2 separate regions of the Mus musculus genome follow, and region 2 is linked to region 1. The links are chromatin contacts, called in public Micro-C maps. All regions are on one chromosome and are shown on one strand. The core of a region is the stretch at or near the end of the contact, and the rest is flanking DNA. Distances in the headings are between cores, read along the strand shown. Region 1 holds the start of Tmem28 (transmembrane protein 28). Region 2 holds the start of Pdzd11 (PDZ domain containing 11).

Region 1 (4,689 bases), core at 355-2,854:
TCCTTGCCTCTAAAGTCTAAAACTATTACACTTACAAACATATATGTCTACTTTCTACCCCTGAAAAATTTTCTCTCCTGTTTCTTTTATCTGGAATGCCCTCACTCACCCACCCAATTCTGCTATTTCTTTAGTAACCAGCTACACCATCCCCCACACTCAGATTTCCAAGCATCCTTTGCAATTTAGCACTGAGTAGTGCTAACAGTCCCTACCCATCTCATTTAGCCCTTGGCATTCCCTCATGCTGTCAAGAAGAAAACATAGAACAGATTCTTTCAGGGCACAAAGCCTGGTCAGTTTAGAAGTGTTACTTGAACCTACATCCTCTACCCATGAATTCCATTAGCCAGTATATAATTCTCATTTCCGTATTCGGAGAACTGTAGTTTCCTTTAAGACAGGCCTGTGTCTTCTACTCCTTCATCTTTCTAAGGCCTTCCTGACACTGTAGAGAGGTCTAGGGTCAGACTCCCTGGGTTTCTGTCAGGATGCACCGGTTATCTGAGACGGTTTAAAGACACTAAATTTCAGCTTCCTCGCATGCAAATGAAGACAACGCTAACATCTATCTCATAAGGTTGATGAGATCAGAAGACTAAAGCAAATTAAAGTGCCAAGTGCAGTATCTAGCAAGTTCTATGTGTGTTCAATAAAGGTTCTTTTTCCATTGTTATGATTAGTAACAAATCCCTGGGAGAGTAGTTTGTTCAAAACTATTACGGAAGAGTTGCAGCGGAAAAAGGGAATGCAAAAAGGAAGTATACCACAGGAGCAATCTGAGATGTTTGTGGAGTCCAAACAAGGTTAGTAGCGCGGCAGGACATTTGTATGTCCGAGTTCCTAGAGCCATGTGACTCTAAGAGCCAGGAGCGCATGGTTCCACCCGGCACAGCTTCCCTAACTCTGGCGCTCAGCTATTCTCAGCAGCCTGTAGGGGGAGCCAGGAAGCTAGGACGGGTTTTGGGGGGAGGCTGCTGGAAATCTTCCTAAGGGCAAAAACGACACCCCACCACTACTACCGGTCTTAGTGCACTGCCTTGCCTCCCTCAGGACGCACTCAGAGCTCAGTCCCCTTCTACAGCTAAACTGGGAGCTGTCCTTCAGCACCAGGGGCAGTCTTGGCCTCAGGCAGGACAGTGAGAGCGTTAGCGGAGTTAGGGACTCTGGACCGGTCCTATCCGCAACCGGCTTTAGTGTCCCCTAGTCCTGAGGACGAGGGCGAGGCTACCCAGAGAGGTAGCAAGAACCTAAGGAGATGCCCCCTGCTTCTTAGAATCACCCTCAGAAGTCCCTTAGCCCTCGGGGGGGAGCGAGGGGCGGTCCTGGGAAGGGAGGCGAGCGGTCGCTTGGTGGGGGAGGGGGAGCGCCAGGCCTGGGACTCTGCGTGTGGCGTGTGCACACGGGGAGCGGTCGGGTGAACGGAGGCGCCGAAGTGAATGGAGTTGGGGGTGGACTGGAAACATCCCCAAACAGCACAGGCTGCGGCCGGCGGGGGCTGGGGTTGGGGAGGGGGGAGTCCTGAGGCGCAGGCGCAGTCGGGGCCCCAGTCCCGCTCCCTCCTCCTCCCGGTGCCTCTTTCTCCGCCCTGCTCCCCCCCAAACACACTCGCACACGGGCTCTCAAGGTGTTCTCCGCACAGCGGAAGATGGCGACAGACTGAGGGGGCATGGCCAGCGGGAGCCACGGGGCCATGCCTTTGGGCGGCCGCCACAGCGGGGCGAAGCAGAGGCGGAAGCGAGAGGCGCACTAAGTAAAGCCGGGCGTCCGCGTCCGGCGTCTGTGGCGCTGCGGGGAGCCAGGTGGCCCGCCCGAGCCGGAACTCCGGGAGCCGCGGGTGCGGAGCCAGAGCGGAGCCGGCCCGGGACCGGCCCCAGCGGACTGCCAGAGCGCGAGGGAAGCCCGAAGGGCCGGCGGCGGACCGGCCGGCCGGCCTAGGAGGGCACGAGCGAGGCGGGGAGCTGCACGGAGCGGGCAGCGGGCAGCGGGCAGACGGGCGGGAGAGGAGCGGCGCGGGCGAGGGGAGCGGAGTGGAGCGCGGCGGGGCCCGCACGGCGGCGCTGAGGGGCGCAGAGCCGCGCCGAGCCGAGACGGACGGCCAGAGCAGAGTGCGAGCCAGGGGGCCGGGGGCGCGGAGTGAAGTGGCGCGGAGCCCGGGGTAGCGGAGGGGCCCGACACCATGAGGAGTGCGGCGCCGCCGCCGCAGCCGCCACCGCCCCAGTGCCCCGCACCGCCCCCCGCCGGGACGCCGGGCTGCGCCTAGCGGGCCGGGCGGCGGCGCCCCGGCTGCCAGCAGGGGAGCGCGGGAGGGGCGCGGGGACGGCCCGAGAGCGCCCCGCCACAACGGCCTGAGCGGGGCCCCGGGCCGGCCGGCCTGCCTAGCCATGCGGCCCCCGAGGTAAAGCCTGGACGGCGCTGAGGAGCGCGGTGCGGTGCGCAGCCCGCCCTCCCGAGACGGCCGTCCGGCCTCGCGCCTGCCTACTCCCTCCAGCCCGGACCCCCCTGAAATATGTTCAGGGGCGCTTGGATGTGGCCCGGGAAAGACGCCGCCGCGCTGACTATCTGCTGCTGCTGCTGCTGCTGGGCTCCCAGGCAGAGCGACAAACCTTGCGCCGATTCGGAGCGGGCGCAGCGATGGCGACTGTCCCTGGCGTCCCTGCTCTTCTTCACCGTGCTGCTCGCTGACCATCTGTGGCTGTGCGCGGGGGCCCGGCCCCGGGCCAGGGAGCTGAGCAGCGCCATGCGGCCGCCCTGGGGGGCCGGCCGCGAGCGGCAGCCGGTACCTCCTCGCGCGGTGCTGCCGCCGCCGCCGCCGTCGCCTGGCGAGCCCAGCGCGTCCTCGGGCACCTGCGGCCCGCGATACAGCAACCTGACCAAAGCCGCCCCTGCAGCCGGCTCCGGGCCGGTCTGCAACGGCGTCCCAGAGCCCACCGGGCTGGACGCAGCTTGCACCAAATTGGAATCTTTGCAGAGACTTTTCGAACCGACCACCCCGGCTCCCCCTCTGCGGCCCCCTGACTCCCCTTCCCGTGCCCCGGAGTTCCCCTCCGCCAAAAAAAACTTGCTCAAAGGCCACTTTCGGAACTTCACTCTCTCCTTTTGCGACACCTACACAGTCTGGGACTTGCTGCTTGGCATGGACCGCCCCGACAGCCTGGACTGCAGTTTGGACACCCTGCTGGGGGATCTACTGGCCGTAGTGGCCAGCCCGGGCTCTGGGACCTGGGAGGCATGTAGCAATTGCATAGAGGCATACCAGCGACTGGATCGACATGCTCAGGAAAAATATGATGAGTTCGACCTCGTGCTGCATAAATACTTACAGGCAGAAGAGTACTCTATCCGGTCCTGCACGAAAGGCTGCAAGGTAGGGATTGGTGACCTACGCCACAATAGCTGCCTGGCCAGAGGTAGTTTCTGTGTCAGTGGGACCAGAAAAAAATAAAGGTCTCCCTCTCCACCCCCCACCCCCCCCTACGGCTCCCACCATTCCCAGTGTAGTACTGTGTCACCCTGTACCCCTCCCTAGAGAGGGAGCTACAGAGATAGATTCAGGTCAACTTCTGTGAGTTTAAGGTTCGAACATTTTAAGGCTGGAGCCTCCTGGTACACTGCTTCCTGTATGAGGGGGAAGTGGGGCCCTTGGCTGGCAAAGTGGTAGCAGGAGAGTCTGTGTTCCCCAGTCTCCTGTTTGGCTCTGAACCCCACTCCTGGACTAGAATTAGCCCTGGGACTGGCTGTGGAAAGATTAGGGGGTGTTCAAAAGACAGGGGGAAGAATATTTGACTGCCTAATCCTCATCCTTTAGTTCCTGCCAATTGATGAAAGGCCAGGCCACGCCTGGTGACAGGGTACACTGACCACACTGTTGACCTTATATGACCTGAGATTGCTGGCCAGATCCTAAGTAGGGGAGTCCAGGGATGCCTGTCTTCTCATAAGGAGGGAACCTGTAGGCTTCAGTCTTCTGAGGAAAGAAGGCTGGGAAAGCAGGGCTTATCAGCTCTTGGAAGGGCCATGGAAGGTTGGTGCATTACAAAACTCGCAGTGCTCCAGGGTGATGATAGGAAAACCTGGCTTTCTGGCTGCTAGGGATGGGCGTCTAGACGAAATTAGAGAGTAGGTAACTGTAAAAGGGACCTTCCTAGGAAAGAATTGAGTGTTGAGAAATTTCTTGACCCTCAGTAGGGTTGCTCTGTATAATAATAGGTAGGTGGGGCTATACACATTTTAGGGCCTGAATCTACTTCCCTGTTTTTCCTGCCTGGCCAGGTGGCCTGCTTTGGGGGCAAAGAAAAAACAGCAAGGTCAAAAGGTCAAGTGACAATGAGACCAGGTAGATGTCACACTTTCTGGAGCTCGGGGCTGTAGGCTAGAGTGAGACAGTTACCTCCTGGTGTAGAACATCTCCCTTCAAGGCCTTGAGAAAGGGTGGCAAGTGCCTCTTTCCAGCAAGCATTGCTCCTGTGGACTTGTGCAAGGTTCTGCTGTTGTCTATGGCCCCGTTGGGAATTTGTGGTGGAGGAGTGGGGAGGAAAGGGGTAGCTCGTCCACCCTGACTTCACTTTCTCCTTCTCCCTTTTCCTATTCTCGTAACCTAGCAGTCTCCTCCCGCCTCACTCAGCCTCAGCTGACTCACTGCTTCACTCACACTACCAAATGAGATATTCCACTTCTTAAAGGTGTACA
Region 2 (4,895 bases), core at 557-3,056, 810 kb after region 1:
TTAAAGACAGGGTTTTTCTTTTGTAGCCCTGGCTGCCCTGGAACTCACTCCGTAGACCAGACTGGCCTTGGATTCACAGAGATCTGCCTATCTCTGCCTCCCATGTGCTGGGACTAAGGTCCTATGTCACCATTGTCTGCCTTGACTTTATAGATTGTTACCTACTCCTAATCTTCCCCCTTCTGCCTCTCGAGTTCTCAGAGTACTGACATGCCCACATGCCCCAGCATACTGGCCCCAAGTACAGTTCTCAAAGGGAAAGGCTGAATTTCCATTATGTCTATCCTATGACTCCAGCGGGTCATCCATTTTTTTATCTGCTGGGCCACCAGTGCACTTTAATATGATAACAAAGTAGCTAGCCATACAGCCTATCATACACACACATTCACACAGACCTTGGAGATGAAGATGCCTAGCTGCGAGGCCTTTCCTCCTCGGATGTTAAATCCCAACTGAAAGACAAAAGGACACAGGATGCAGACTCAGCAGAGACATAAGAACAGGGACATCTATGTACTCAGAAGAAAAGGAGATGCTGTAGAAGTGCCACCTCTGCTTTTCTGGTCACCTACCTCCCAATCCACATCCACACCCCAACCATGGCCAATTTCTGGCATGGACCAAACGTTACTGGAATAAGAGCCCCTATAAGTTTACCTGAGCACCAGGAGGCTTCTTCAGTGTAACAATTCGGGGCAGAAACTGGGTCAACTCATTGTTGTAGTCTGGGTGGTACACTCTCTGCAAGATACAGCAATCCCCGAAATCTTATTCCCAGTCTTAGATGTGTTACATCTACCTTCTTTTAGAATACCAATAAACCAGATATATGTCAGGAATTGGTAAAGCCATTGACTCAGTTTACAAAGCACAGATAAAACAGTCCAGAGGAGTGGCTGTTTAGTCTCGGGACATGTTAGTGGCCCTATAGATCCCTAGTCCTTTCTTATTGACAGGATGGAAATTAAGGCTCTGAATTTTCAGAATTCACCAGTGTGAAGGGTTCTGGCATGGTGATTCTGCAAGAAGTCACCAGTGGGTCACTGTTGCTCAGAATTCACCTAAGATCCACTCTCCACTGAGTTTCCTAGCCCTGCTACTTTTTCTTTCATAGATCTCATGATTATTCAGGAATGCAGATGGCGCCCACCTCATGAGGAGGAATCCACGCTGGAGGGTTTTCATAGGCCGGCAGGAAAACCACAGGGTAGTCATCATAGGGAATCCGGTTGTCCATTTCAGGCAAAGCCCTGAAAAGGACGAATCAAAGGAAACGAAAATGATTTTAAAAAGGACCAAGCACTCTAAGTTCCAGAAAGCCTTCCAGCCGAGGGCCATTCCTTTATGGGACTAGCCCACAAGTAGGTGTTAAGATTGGGGAGGGGGGGTAGGGAGGAGAGGCAGGCTACAAAACAAAATAACAAAAACAAAAGACAAAAAAATTAATTTTTTAAGCACTCTAATGGCATGTTTGCATTTCTCACAATTCTACAAAAAACAATAGGTGTCACCACTTCCAACCTAGGAAAAGAGAATCTACACATCTACAAAGATCTACTTTAAAACAGCAAGGGAGTGCCAACTCTTAACTATCCCATAGGGATTGGGGCCAGACACAATCTCTAGAGGTGCTTAGTAAACGTGGTGTCCACAGACGGGTTCCGTCTACACGGGCTACCTTCTAGATCCAGGTCCTGCAACCCGCCCGAATCCCGCGCTCGCGACCACTTAACTCAGGGCCACCTCACCGGTAAGAAGGCCTCGGTCAGCGACAGCCAATTCGGCGTCGGAACCGGAAGCGGATGCTCCTACCACCCTGCCGGGGCGGAGCTCTCTTTGGGCGAGCCAGAGCTCCAGCCTCCTTGCGCGTCACGGTGTGCGTGCTCAAGTTCGTCTGCTTCTCACAGGCTGTACGCGCTCCGATTGGCTGGCGCCTCTGGGATCAATTTGAAACTTGGCGGTTAAAGCTCCGGTTGGAACAGGGCGCCAGGGAAGGTCGGTGAGAGGGACGTTTAGTTTGGTGAGTTACCCGGGCACCGCGTTAGCTCCGATTCTGCGCTTTGGAGCACTTTAGGGCTTGGGGTCGCGGTTGCTGTCTCTGCTGGAGTTTCCTTATTGCTGACGCCGCTTCGCCCTGCAGTATTGGGACTGACAAACCTTTAGGCGGTGGCCAAGAGTGACAGGACACCGTGATCCCGCTGGGAGGGAGAGTGCATCAGCGAGTTCCGAGCTCTCCCACCGCCTGAGAAGGGCCTTTCCACTCCTGCCAGCCTCCGGGGGCTCCTGGGAGAGCCGGCTTCACCCAGCACGGACACCTGCTGAGCTGGTACCATGAAAGAAGAGGTGAAGGGGATTCCCGTAAGAGTGGCACTGCGTTGTCGCCCCCTCGTCTCGAAAGAGATTAAGGAGGGCTGCCAGACGTGCCTTTCCTTTGTGCCCGGAGAGCCTCAGGTGGGTAGTCGAGTCTGGAGTGGCTTCCTCCACAGCTGAGGCTGAAAGGAGCGAGGGGCGTGGTCAGGCATTTTTTTTTTAATCCTTCCCCATCCTTGTCTCTTGCCTCTTGCAGGTGGTGGTTGGTAATGATAAATCATTTACCTACGATTTTGTGTTTGACCCCTCTACTGAACAGGAAGAGGTCTTTAATACAGCAGTAGCTCCACTCATAAAAGGCGTGTTTAAAGGTGAGGCTGTCTAATTCACTGGGCGTTTGTGTGTGTGTGGGTGGGTCATATAGGCACTACAAATAAGAGGAATGGATGAAACAGACTTCTGCCTTTAAAAACAGCCCACAGCCTAGTAACACATCCAGTTTATCTTTGACCTAGACATATTTTGTTGTCTTGGGACCTCACAGAGAACCTTTCATTTCAGCACTTGGGAGGCAAAGACTGATGTAGAAGCCATGGAGGGATGTTCCTTACTGGCTTCCTTCCCCTGGCTTGCTCAGCCTGTTCTCTTATAGAACCCAAGACTACCAGCCCAGGGATGGTCCCACCCACAAGGGGCCTTTCCCCCTTGATCACTAATTGAGAAAATGCCTTACAGTTGGATCTCATGGAGGTATTTCCTCAACTGAAGGTCCTTACTCTGTGATAACTCCAGCTGTGTCAAGTTGACACAAAACTAGCCAGTACAACCACCCTCCTTGATTTGGCTTATGCTGTGCTGGAAAGCAAACGCATGGCTTTGTGTATGCTAGACAAGTACTTTGCCAAGTGAGCTATAGGCCCAGACTTTATTGTAAAACTTGAAAACACTGTAGTTATAGTAGTTATAGAAATGTTGCAAGAACAGCATAAAGATGCCATTTTTTTCATAGAATCATTGGTAATAAGTTGTTGATGTTATGATCCCTGAATACTTTACCATATATTTCCAGTAAGCGTCATGACATAGCCATCATAATCACAGAAGTTGCAATGTCTTGTTACTACTTTCTCATCCTCAGCCCTGTTCAAGTGTTGCCAGTTGTTTCAGTAATACCCTTGATAGCAAAGAATTTAGTTCAAAAATCATGGTATGATTAGCTGCTGCGCCCTTCTTATAGTCCCCAAGTCTAAAGTAGTCCTTGAACCTTTGGGCTTTGTGTTTTTTAAAGCCTTCATTGTTTTGATACTTGAAGATTACAAAGCACTTGTATCTTTCTTTTTGCTTTTATCTAACGTTATGATAAAATTTGAGACGGTTTTTTGTGTTTGTTTGTTTTTTTAGCAGAAACACCACAGGCGTGCTTCTGTATTCTCATTGATTCCTGTCAGGCAGTATATGGTTTTAATTTGCCCTATTCCTGTTATTGTTAATCTCAATCATCTGACTAAGATATAAACCTACCAGATCTCCTCCTGTAAAGTTAATCTTTTTTTTCCTTTTTGCATATTTGAAAAAGCATTATATAGTTCTGTCTAATTCCCTTCTTCTTCCTTTTCTCTTTTACATGCTTTTGTTTAATTCGCATCTAGTTTACTATTCACTCTCCAGCTGAGAGTGGAGGGAAGCAATAGGTTTTTTTTTTGTTTGTTTGTTTGGTTTTTTTTTTTTTTTTTGGTTTTTCGAGACAGGGTTTCTCTGTGTAGCCCTGGCTGTCCTGGAACTCACTTTGTAGACCAGGCTGGCCTTGAACTCAGAAATCCACCTGCCTCTGCCTCCTGAGTGCGCAATAGTATTTTTAATAATTAAATTGCTCCTCACTTCCTTTTCCTTCTCCAACTCCTACCATGCCCCACCCCTTTCCCTCTTAAGTACATGGCGTCTTTTTAATTCTTGTTACATATACACTCATACAGTCGACTGCATGATATATAAATAGACCTGTGGAGTCTTCTCAGTGTTGCTCATATGTGTATGATTTCAGGGCTGACCACTTGGTATGTATAACCAGTTAAGGGGGATATCCCTGGAGAAGATGGAGTCTACCCCTCTCAGCAGTTGTTAGTTGCCTGTAGTTCTCTGTGGTAGGGTGGAACCTACCACAGAGACATGAGGTTTCTCCCATGTTAGCATGTCACTTGTCCTTCTTCAGATCTTATGTAGGCAACCATACTGTTGAGGTAGTGGGTGAAACCCTCTTATTATTTCTAGGTGACACAATCATCTGATTTCCTGGTCCTCTAGCTCTTACAATCTTTCTGCCCCCGTGTCTGCTATGTTCCCTGGGTCTTAGGTACACTAAGGGGTACGCATCCCATTTGTACTTTGACCAGTTATGATTTTCTGTAATGGTCTCCATCTGTTGCAAAGAGAAGCTTCTTTGAAGAGTGAAAGCTACTCTTATCTATGGGTATAAGGATAAGTATTTAGAATGTAGTTATGAATTACACTGGTTTAGTAAAATAGCGATAGTAGGCTCTATTCTAAGATCTATTCCCCCGGTCGTCGGCTAGGTTTCCAGTATC

Evidence for each region. A called contact is a pair of places that touch in the nucleus more often than the background predicts.
Region 2: a contact with region 1 is called in a Micro-C map of embryonic stem cells, with 9 times the contacts expected there. The contact joins the promoter of Pdzd11 here to the promoter of Tmem28 in region 1. A contact is called at or near these places in 3 of 39 promoter capture datasets (hippocampal neurons and liver), 1 of 484 Hi-C or Micro-C datasets (embryonic stem cells) and 4 of 115 datasets of contacts at active chromatin or transcription factors (astrocytes, embryonic forebrain and embryonic stem cells).

Annotation. Positions count from the first base shown.
Region 1 is chrX:99,818,560-99,823,248 of GRCm38.p6, forward strand. It overlaps Tmem28 (transmembrane protein 28), which reads left to right and starts at 1,605. Exons shown (of 3, transcript NM_001081283.2): 1 at 1,605-3,367. The coding sequence starts at 2,510.
Region 2 is chrX:100,624,135-100,629,029 of GRCm38.p6, forward strand. Pdzd11 (PDZ domain containing 11) reads right to left here and starts at 1,807. Exons shown (of 7, transcript NM_001356384.1): 1 at 1,752-1,807; 2 at 1,154-1,253; 3 at 661-744; 4 at 399-455. The coding sequence starts at 1,240. It overlaps Kif4 (kinesin family member 4), which reads left to right and starts at 1,931. Exons shown (of 30, transcript NM_008446.2): 1 at 1,931-2,454; 2 at 2,570-2,684. The coding sequence starts at 2,335.